Regions from separate parts of the Mus musculus genome. Here region 1 is linked to region 2. A link is a contact called in public promoter capture Hi-C data. All regions are on one chromosome and are shown on one strand. Each heading gives the region's core, a stretch centred on a gene start, on an enhancer-like site or on the middle of the called end of the contact. The rest is flanking DNA. Distances are from core to core; before and after follow the strand shown. Region 1 holds the start of Glod5 (glyoxalase domain containing 5). Region 2 holds the start of Syp (synaptophysin).

Evidence for each region. Promoter capture Hi-C pulls out the DNA fragments that hold promoters and counts their contacts.
Region 1: a contact with region 2 is called in a promoter capture Hi-C map of pre-B cells, with 4 times the contacts expected there. The contact joins the promoter of Glod5 here to the promoter of Syp in region 2. A contact is called at or near these places in 3 of 39 promoter capture datasets (liver, pre-B cells and stem cell-derived epiblast-like cells) and 1 of 9 other capture datasets (adipose tissue).

Annotation. Positions count from the first base shown.
Region 1 is chrX:8,017,227-8,022,337 of GRCm38.p6, forward strand. Glod5 (glyoxalase domain containing 5) reads right to left here and starts at 1,266. Exons shown (of 4, transcript NM_027227.2): 1 at 1,191-1,266. The coding sequence starts at 1,217. All of the region lies in intron 2 of Gm39488 (a long non-coding RNA gene), which reads left to right.
Region 2 is chrX:7,636,504-7,641,704 of GRCm38.p6, forward strand. Syp (synaptophysin) reads left to right here and starts at 2,077. Exons shown (of 7, transcript NM_009305.2): 1 at 2,077-2,225; 2 at 3,355-3,420; 3 at 4,594-4,718. The coding sequence starts at 2,190.

The DNA.
Region 1 (5,111 bases), core at 16-2,515, 380 kb after region 2:
TCCAATCCTATTTGGGGCTCCGTGTTCACAGCTTTCCCAAAGGACCAGAATTTGATTCCTAGTACTCATGCTAGGCAGCTTACAAAGGCTTGTAACCCCCGACTCCACGGGATTTGGTGCCCTCTTCTGGCCACTATAGGCAGCTGCACTAACATACACATGAATTAAAAATAGTCCTGTTGAAAATGTTTGTTGAATCTGTATGAGCGCCCTGTTTAGTTCCTGATATAACTACTTTATGCTTTTCTCCTCGTGTCTATGGTGTAAAGAGAAATTACTAGTATTTTCTGAATCTGATTGAAGCAGCAGCCCTGAACATAGCCGATTTTTATTGCACATTTGCTTTCTCTTTCCATCTCTGTGCTCATCTCTCCCCTCTTATTTATTTTAATGGTTTAAGCAAAGCTGTTCATTTCCCAGTTCCGGTCACTGACTTTCAGGATTTTCTATTTTATTTTATTATTATTTATTTATTTGATTTGTTTTTTATTTTTTTCGAGACAGCGTTTCTCTGTATAGCCCTGGCTGTCCTGGAACTCACCAGGCTGGCCTCGAACTCAGAAATCTGCCTGCCTCTGCCTCCTGAATGCTGGGATTAAAGGAGTGCACCACCACACCCAGCTAGGATTTTTTATTTTTTATTTTTACTTTTGCAATCTGCATTTCTATCTGCATGGTTCCCCCGAAGTACTGCTTTTGGGGCACCCCCAGTGCTGAGGGTCTAGAAAATAAGCTCATCCATTTCTCTGAGTAGTCAGTGCCCTGGACAGCACGGCCTCCCTCCTTTGGTCTGCTCCAGAGTCCTCTTAAAGGTTCCCTCCAGCCTTTCAGGGCCTCTGAGTCTTTTGACCAGCTTCAAGGTCATTGTTTCTCGGGGGCCCTTCTGACACAGCTCTGTCCTGAGTGCCTCATGGGCATTCTCCAGGAACCACCTTTGGGTGTCTCTACGTGTCTGAAGCTGAACTGTCTCCCCAGTGAAGCACCCAGAGAGAGCGGCCAACCCTTAAACCCGAGCCCTCCACAAGCCCAAGCAGGGCTTCTGCTGCCCTCTGGTTATCTTTAAGAAAAGCCCAAGGAAGCTAAAGCCACAAGGGTGTCCCTGAGAAGGAAAGCAAGTCAGCAGACCCAGGTTGGGTACCCCCAGCCTGGTCAATACTCATGCCCCAAAGCCTCCACGACCCCACACTTACCTGACTTTCAGATGTTGGATCACACATCTTTCCTGGTAGACTGGAAGGCAGGTAGGTTGGGGCTGAGGCTGGCTCTGTGCCTGGAGATCAAGGGGCAGGAATGGGAGGTGCTAGCTGAGGACATTGGGTGTGGACAGAGGCAGGAGGTGAAAAGCAGGAAGACTAACTGAAACTCGGGGTACAGCTTAGTGGTACAACAGTGCTGAAGAAACCCTGGGTTCTACTTCTAGCAGTGCAAAACCAAGCCAAACACTGCCAGCCTTGAGAATAAAAGTACAAATATAAGTGCTTCCTCTTTTGAGGAGCTGAGGGTCTTGATAAGTTGTTGAGATTGGTCCCTAATGGTCCTTCTCTGTCAACTGCCAGATGTGTCACGTCCTGCTAAGCAATCATCCATAAGAACACAGAAAACCAGGAAAGCACCCATCGAGAGTGTTGAGACTAGCAGTGCCCTATGAGAGAGCTCCGATCCACCTTGTAGTGTGTGACTAGGATGGAGTGTCTGAAAGAGTTGCTTGTGGGTCTGCAGCTGAGTGAGGATTCTTTTAAATGGCTATGGGTGTTTTGCCTGCTTTCATGTCTCTGCACTACATTCATGCTTTCCGATTGCAGAGGATAGAAGATGGCATTGGATATCCTGGAACTGGCCTTACAGACAACTGGTTGTACGCTAGCTACCACATGCAGATTGGGAATCAAACCTAGGTACTCCAGAAGAGCAGCAGATGCTTTTAACTGCTAAACCATCTCTCTAGTCCTGAGCTAAGATTTTTTTTTTTTTGAAAGGGGGTCTCGCTGTATTTGAAGCCTCACAATTCCTATCCACGCTTGGTCCCCTCCCCACCCCACCACTATTTGCTTCGCTTTCACAAGCTTTCTATCTATGGGTTACCTATCAGGACCAGGGTTAGGTGAGTCTGAGATTTTTGCCTCTGGGTACATACCTGGGTGCCCTGGGTGTTATTAAACATATGGTTTTCCTTTAAAAATTATTTCCAAGGCCTATAATCCTAGCTACTCAAAAGGCTGGAGCAAAAGGAGCAAAAATTTGAGGCCAGGGTACTGGCTTAAAGCTTAGGAGCTCTGGCTATGCTTCCAGAGGACCACAGTTCAATCCTCAGCCCCAACATGGTGAGGGCTATAACTCTAGTCCCTAGGAATCCAACTCCCTCTTCTGGCCTCCTCAGGCAGCGTACATCCAAGTGGTACAAAGACATACATGCTAGCAAAATATGTCTGCCCATAAAATAATGTTTTAAAAAAATTCAAGACAACCTGGGCAAATCATTAAGATCATCTCTGAAAATAAAATTTTAAAAAATTGCAGGGGTTGGGGATTTAGCTCAGTTGTAGAGCACTTGCCTAGCAAGTGCAAGGCCCTGGGTTTGGTCCTCAGCTCTGGAAAAAAAAAATGCTAGGGACATTTAGCGTTAGCAGTAGCATGTTTGCCTGGCTCCAGGTTCAATTGCCAGCACAGGGGGGCGGGGGGGGGGCAAGTTTTGTAGAGCCAGGCTGGAGCACAGATCTGCAATTCCAGCCTCCGGGAAGCCAAGGCAGAAGTGTGAGTTCCAGACCAGCCTGGGTGACAGAGTAAATTCTATAGTGAAACTCTATCTCCAAAAAGGCTGGGCATGTAGTGGAGCTCAATGACTCAGTAGTAGACTGCCCTGGCAGTACCAGGCTCTGGACTTGATCACCAGCATGGGAAATAAAGATGCAAGTGAGTGCCACCTACTTCTAGGGACTACACAGGTCATCCCTGCCCCATCCACAAAGTGACTATTTAGGGGGGCTAGAGAGATGTCTCAGTGGTTAAGAGCACTGGCTGCTCTTCCAAAAGTTCTGAGTTCAATCCCCAGCAACCACATGGTGGCTTATGACCATCTGTGATGAGTTTGGATGCCCTCTTCTGGCATGCAGGTGTAATGCAGACAGCATTCATATATGTAAAACAAATAAATCTTTTTTAAAAAGTGGCTTTCATTGGAGTCAGTTCCAGCTGTTTAGTTTTAGATACTTTCCTGTGGGCTCATGAGCATGTGGGCTGTGTGTGCTCACATCTGGCTTTCTTTTGCTTGTCTTGTAAAGGGCACTTCACTCTGCATGTGGATACACAGAGCGCTTGTATTGTGCATTGTACTTAGTGGATGCTCTGTGTCCAATAGGAAGCCAACATCCTCCACAGCACTCAGCAACAGTCATTGACTATGAATGGTGCTTCTTTGTTCTTTTTGAGATGGAGTCTCTTTATGTAGCTGCCTAGGATGGTCTTTGGCTCACAGAAACCTGACGTATAGGTGGGTATTTATTAGATTTTCCCCACTAAGGCTTCTCTTCAGTTTTAGGCTTTTTTTTCTAAATTAAATTTTAAATGTATGCATATGTGTGTGTATGTGCCACATGTGTGCAGGTGCCCATGGAGACTAGAAGAAGGTGTCAAAGCCCCTGGAGCCAGAGTTACAGGCAGTTTCAAGCTGCCTGGCGTATAGGTGTTGAGATCTGAACTTGGGTCCTCTGGAAGAGCAGTAAGCACATAACCTCCGTGCCACAAATCTTTTGCCTTTCACAGGGTTTCCTCATCAGCCCTATAAGCCCTGTGTCCACTGCTTCGTGCACTTATGTAAAACTGTCGGGTGTGTTACTAAGGATACTTCCGAGGAACAGAACCAACATACTAATTATTTAAAAGCACTAGCTCATATTATTATGGAAGCTGAAAAATCCCGTAAGCCACCTGAAAGCTGGGGACCTATGACAGCCAGAAGGACAATGAGAGAAGTTCAATTAGGGTTAAGAGAACATTCCAGCCATCCGGCAGAAGGAGCATATCCCCCTTCTTCTGTTTTTTTGTTCTATTCAGACCAGACCCTCAGTGAGTTGGACAAAGCCATTCACAAAGATGGAGGGCCATCTGCATAGACTTCAACACACCCAGAAATGATGTTTAACTGGGGCATCTTTCATCCCAGCTAATATGACACTTAAAATTATCCAGCAAAGCTCACCTGTGGTGGTTTGAATAAGGATGGCCCTCATAGGTTATTTGAATGCTTGGTCATCGGGGAATGGCACTATTTGAGAAAGATCGGGTGTGGCCTTCTTGGAGAAAGTATGTCATGGGAGTGGGCTTTGAGGTTTCAAAAGCCCAAGCCAGTACCAGCCCCTATCGTTTCTCCCTGCCTATAGATCTGGGTGTAGTACTCAACTATATCTCCAGTGCCATGATGCCATGCTTGTGCCATGCTCCCCCATAATGATAATGAACTGAAACTGTAAGCAAGCATAGAAGAAGTGTTTTCTCTGATAATAGAAATATTACTGTAGACATCATGTCTCTTCACAGCAATAGAACTGTGACTAAAGACGCACCCTTTGCGAACTTGGCACTCATATGCATCTCATTAAGCCATGCTAATCACAAAATGAGGGCAATAAATAGACAACTGTTCATCTAACCTGGCACGACTATGCTGTATACAACTGAATGGGTGCCAGGTTTTTGCCCAGAAGAGTTGGCGTCCTTGAGCCACTCTGACTTTTCCCCCTTGATATCCCATAACTTAAGCAATACCGTCACTAATATTTAAATACTGATAGAGGGTCAGGAGCTCAAGGTCACCTTTGGCTGTTTAGTGATTTTGAGTCAACCCTGGGTTGCATGAGATCATGTCTCAAAAAATAAAACAAGGGCTGGAGAGGTGGCTCAGTGGTTAAGAACACTGACTGCTCTTCCAGAGGTCCTGAGTTCAAATCCCAGCAACCACATGGTGGCTCACAACTGGTTATCTGTAATGGGATCTGATGCCTTTGAAGCTACAAATGTACTCCTCATATATATCTATAAAATAAATAAATAAAATCTTTTAAAAAATAAGACAAAACAAATGTGCAAATAAATAAACAAATACATAAATGTAAAAT
Region 2 (5,201 bases), core at 827-3,326:
TGAACCCTATTCTAAGTGCACTGTAGTTGATTATCTGTGGGGGGCAGGGGAGGTAAAGGCAGGGTTTCTCTGTGTGTAGCCTTGGCTGTTCTGGAACTCACTCTGTAGACTGGGCTGGCCTCAAACTCACAGAGATCCACCTGCTTCTGCCTCCTGAGTGCTGGAATCAAAGGCGTGTGCCACCATCACCTGGCAATTATCTTTTTTTAACCAGCACAATCATACACATAATATTTTAAAACATTTTACATGTCCAAAATCAAACAGGAGTAAATATTAGAAATGAGATTCAAACAACCGAGAGCTAAAACGCAAACAATTGGGAAGTATCTATTATATACTTGTGTTTTGTAAATAAATATGGGAGCCAGGCATGGTGGCACATGCCTTTAATCCTAGCATTTTGGAGGCAAAGGCAGGCAGATCTCTATAAGTTCGTGGCCAGCCTGATCTATACAGAGTGAATTCCAGGACAGCCAGGGCTACAGAGAGAAACCCTGTCTCAGAAAAATAAAATAAAATAAAATAAAATAAAATAAAATAAAATAAAATAAAAGGTACAGGGGCTAGGGAGATATCTCAGAAGGTAAAAGTGATGGCCAAGCCTGAAGACCTGAGATAGATCCACAGGACCAATGTGGTGGAGAGAACTGACTCCCAAAAGCTGTCTTCTGACTTCGACTTGTGCACCCACACATACACACAGTAAATAATTAAATGTTAAGAAAAGTATAAAAGCCAGAGCTAGCCGGGCAGTGGTGGCGCACACCTTTAGTCCCAGCACTTGGAGGCAGAAGCAGGCAGATCTCTATGAGTCCGAGATCTACAGAGTGAATTCCAGGACATCCAAGGCTACTGAGACAAACCCTGTCTCAGAGAAAAAAAAAAGCCAGAGCTCACATGATGCAGAGATAACATGCCAGCACCTGGGCAGGGGAGGAAAAAGGATAAGCTGAGGATAAGGTCATCCTCAGCTGCCTGGGAAAGGCATGGCCAGCCTCAGGCTAAGTGAAATCCTATCTCAAATATACAGCCGGGCAATGGTGGCCCACGCCTTTAGTCCCAGCACTTGGGAGGCAGAGGCAGGCGGATTTCTGAGTTCGAGGCCAGCCTGGGCTACCAAGTAAGTTCCAGGACAGCCAGGGATACACAGAAAAAAACCGGCCTCAAAAAAAAAAAAGAAAGAAACAAACAAACAAACAAATAAATGGTATCCAGTCAAATGTTTCCAAATTCAAGCAACAGAAGGGTATAAAATGGTGATTTTAATCTCAACTATATTTTTTCCCTTGCATTTTGTAACATGGCAATCATCACTGAGGGTGCTGGGCCTAGTTTTAGTATCATGAAAGAAGGTAAGTAGTCTGTTAAGAGACAGCAGAACCCACACAGTGAGATGAGAGAACCTATCTGGCAGGTAGTCCTCTCCTCACACTTATACAGGATTGCCCCTCCCCTTCCCTCCGTCCCTCTCTCTATGCTAAATAAATGTATTGTTAAAAGAAAGGGAGCTATCACACAATAAATACATGGATTTTTAAAAGAGGGCCAAGGAATAAACAGAAGGTAAACTATATAGTCGGCTATAATTTGACCAAGAAGAAGAGAAAAAAAATGAGATGGTTAGAGTTTGGATGTGCTTAAAATGCAGGTTTTCCAAAAGGAACCCTCTAGACCTTGAACTGTCTTTAAACTGTGGAGACGTTTAAACTGCAAGGACTCTGAACACTGCCATTACCTAGCTGTGTGACCTTGTGCAAGTCACTTAATCTCTCTGGAGACTCATTTTCCTCATCTGTAAAAACAGGACTAATAGTCACTGCTACATAGGGATTAAATGAGAGAACACACTTAACAAACAGGACTCAGGTTGGCAAAATGTCATCCGGTAGAACTGAGCGGTCCTCTTACCACCCCCCTCCCCCAGAGCTACCTGTTTTCTAAAAGGACCCTTCGCTCAGAGACCCAGAGTCTCTAGCCTCCCGAATGGAATGGCCGCAGGCGAGTTGGGGCGGGCGAGGAGTATGGGGCGGGGGGGAGCCATGGTGCGCAGGCGCTTGCTCAAAAGATAGGCAGGGTGCAAGGGGCGTGGCTGCCGCCGACTGGGCTGTTCCGACGATCGCGCACCGCCCCCGCCGCTCCCCGCGCCCGCCCTTGCTACCAGGCACCTTCCGCCCCCCGCATTGCTGATGCTGCTGCTGGCAGACATGGACGTGGTGAATCAGGTACGCGCTCCAGCACCGTGGACAGAGCCCGGCGCTTGCAGAAATCTGGGTGGCTTTGGCCCTCGAACCCTGAGAGGTGGTGGCGAGGGGAGCAGAGATACGGTCGCTGGAGCTGGGGCTGGGGCTGGGGCTGGGGCTAGGGGTCTGCAGCAGGCAAGGGGAAAGGGGGAGGTGGAGAAAAGGAGTGCGCTCTTTGCCGCAGCGAAGGCTGTCCTCACTGCCGCAGAGGGGGCCTCCAGATGCCCCAAAAGAACTGTCGACCTGGAGGGGGAAAAGAGAGATTCGGGTCTAGGAAGAGGGCAAAGGGGTAGAGAAGGGGAGGGGATAATGAAAAATGACTCGGGGGGCTGCAGATGAGCTAGGAAATAGAGCGACAGAAGGTGTGGGGGCGGGGTGGGGGAGGGTTGGCACCCGCCCCTCCCAAAAAGAATGCACCCCGGTAGATGACGACCCTTTCACCCCCGGAGCAGATCTAGAGGAGGACGATCCAATTTTGCCTCTCCAAAAAACCCCAGACTCCTCGTTCTCAGCGCATGTCCAGTAAACCCATGCCCCCAGCTCTTTCCCACCTTAAGAGATCACCTCCGCCATCTCCCTCTTCTTCGTCACCTCAAAATCGGCTTTCTCCCTAACCGGTAGCGACCCCTCCCCATCCCCATCTCCTCAGACACAACCATCGTCATCTGACTCACCTTTACCACTGCAGACCTCTCCCCTCTGCTGTTGTGACTCACCTTCAGCACTTGGTGCCCCCTCCCCCACTCTAATGAACCCCATCTTCTTCCACTCAACCTTTTCTCCAATCTGACTCACCTTTAAGCAGTTCAGACCTTCCTTCGCTAACTAGTCTGGACCCCCATCTATTTTCTACACCCAACCTCCTCTGCCATGTGACTCATCACCTCACACTTCACCACTCCTGAGCCCTGGGGGTGGGGGGCTGCTGAGACCCTGATGTTTACTCCGTCCCCAAAGTGTCGTTTTTCTCCTCCTCACTCCCTCTCCATATGTCACCCACTCCCGGAGGGTCACATGTCCTATCCCCAGGGATCATTGCTTGGCAGCCTGGCCCCTCACTTCCATCCCTATTTCCCACACCCCTTCCCCTCCCCACTGTTTTTCTCCTCAGCTGGTGGCTGGGGGTCAGTTCCGGGTGGTCAAGGAGCCCCTTGGCTTCGTGAAGGTGCTGCAGTGGGTGAGTGTGGTCCGGGCTATAGGTGGGGGAAGTACAGGGGGAGATGGTGGTGGTGATGGGCTCCAGCAAAACAGAGGGGTGAGGCAGGAGGCGTCCTACTGAACTGGTGGGTGGAACGACAGGGGTGGAAGGAGATGAGGGAATTGGGCTCCAGAGTAAGGTCCCAGGGATTTAAGGACAGGGAACAGAAGGCTATGACGTCACATAAGGCCGTGGGTACCCCTGTTGTGAAGTGACAGAGTGTGACGTTCTACCTCCTCTCTTGAACTAAAGGAGGAAAGGATGGGAGGTGGAGCCTGAAGCCCTGACTGCTGAAAGAGAGATGCAAAACCAGAAAAATCCAGAGACAGCCAAGGAGACAGAGTATGAGAGGCAGGGGACGGTGGTAATGGCAGTGCTGAGTAAAAGAAATGAGAGCCAGGGAGCTGCTCTCAGAGCAGGAAAATGTGTAGGGGAAAGAAAGGCACACACAGATATAAGGAATCTCAAAAGAGAAAACAGAAGGCAACAGACAGAAGGCACAAGGGAGCCAGAGAACCAGAGAGACCTTGTGAAAGACTTAACAGACAGACAAGCAGGGCAAGAAACAGGCGCGGGAGGGAGAGGGAGAGAGAGAGAGAGGGGAGAGAGAGAGAGAGAGAGAGAGAGAGAGAGAGAGAGGAGAGAGGAGAGAGAGAGAGAGAGGAGAGAGGAGAGAGAGAGAGAGAGAGAGAGAGAGAGAGGAGAGAGGAGAGAGAGAGAGAGAGGAGAGAGAGAGAGGGGGGGGAGAGAGGAGAGAGATTAATGGGGAAAGTGTGTATGAGAGAGGTGGAGAGCATGCATAAAAACACACAGATACTGAGAGACAGAGATATAGTGATCATGAGAGAAAGGGGAGGGGAGAGGAGAGAAAACGAATAGAGGAAAGAGGAGGAAAGGCGAGGCGGAGGGGAGGGAAGGAGAAGCCAGAGCACCTAGAGGTAAAAAAACGGAGAGACACAGGGAAAGAGAAACAGCCACACCCCTGTAATCAGCTTGTGCTAGGACCCGATGAGCCCTGATTAGAGGGGTGGGGGTGGGGACCTCTCCATCTGCTACTGTCTGTGCTGCCCCCCCTCAATCTGTCCAGAGGAGGGCACTCCCTCCCACATGCATACAGGCTCACTACAGCCATCCACCTCCCTGCTACCCAAGGTCTTTGCCATCTTCGCCTTTGCTACGTGCGGCAGCTACACCGGAGAGCTTCGGCTGAGCGTGGAGTGTGCCAACAAGACGGAGAGTGCCCTCAACATCGAAGTCGAATTTGAGTACCCATTCAGGTGTGCCCCTGCCCTGGTATCCTGAGACCTGGGAGAGGCAGGGGCAGGGTGGGTCAGAGCAGTTCTTCCCAGAGTCCTTTGCACAGCTCACACCTTTGAGGCCACCGCCCCTGGGATTACTTCCCGTGCACCGAACACTTTGCTGTGTAGCTGGCACAGCTCTGGCTTCTATGACAATTGGTGTGCAAGCTAGACACAGGGTGTCATCCTGTCTGACTATATTCTGGCAAAGGGTAGTAATAGAGGACAGGAAATAAGTAAGATTCATAAGTAAATGACAGGGCTGGGGTTGGAGTCTGTGGTAGAGAGATTGCACAGCAATGGGTTCGGGGGGTGGGGGATCATGGATGAGAGAGCATCACCTTAAAGCAGTAAATGCTCAATTAATATTAGTCACTCGGCACAATGGCAAGTTCTTGTAATCCCAGCACTTGGGAGACTATGCCAGAATTGTAGTGAGTTCCAGGCCACCCTTGGATACAA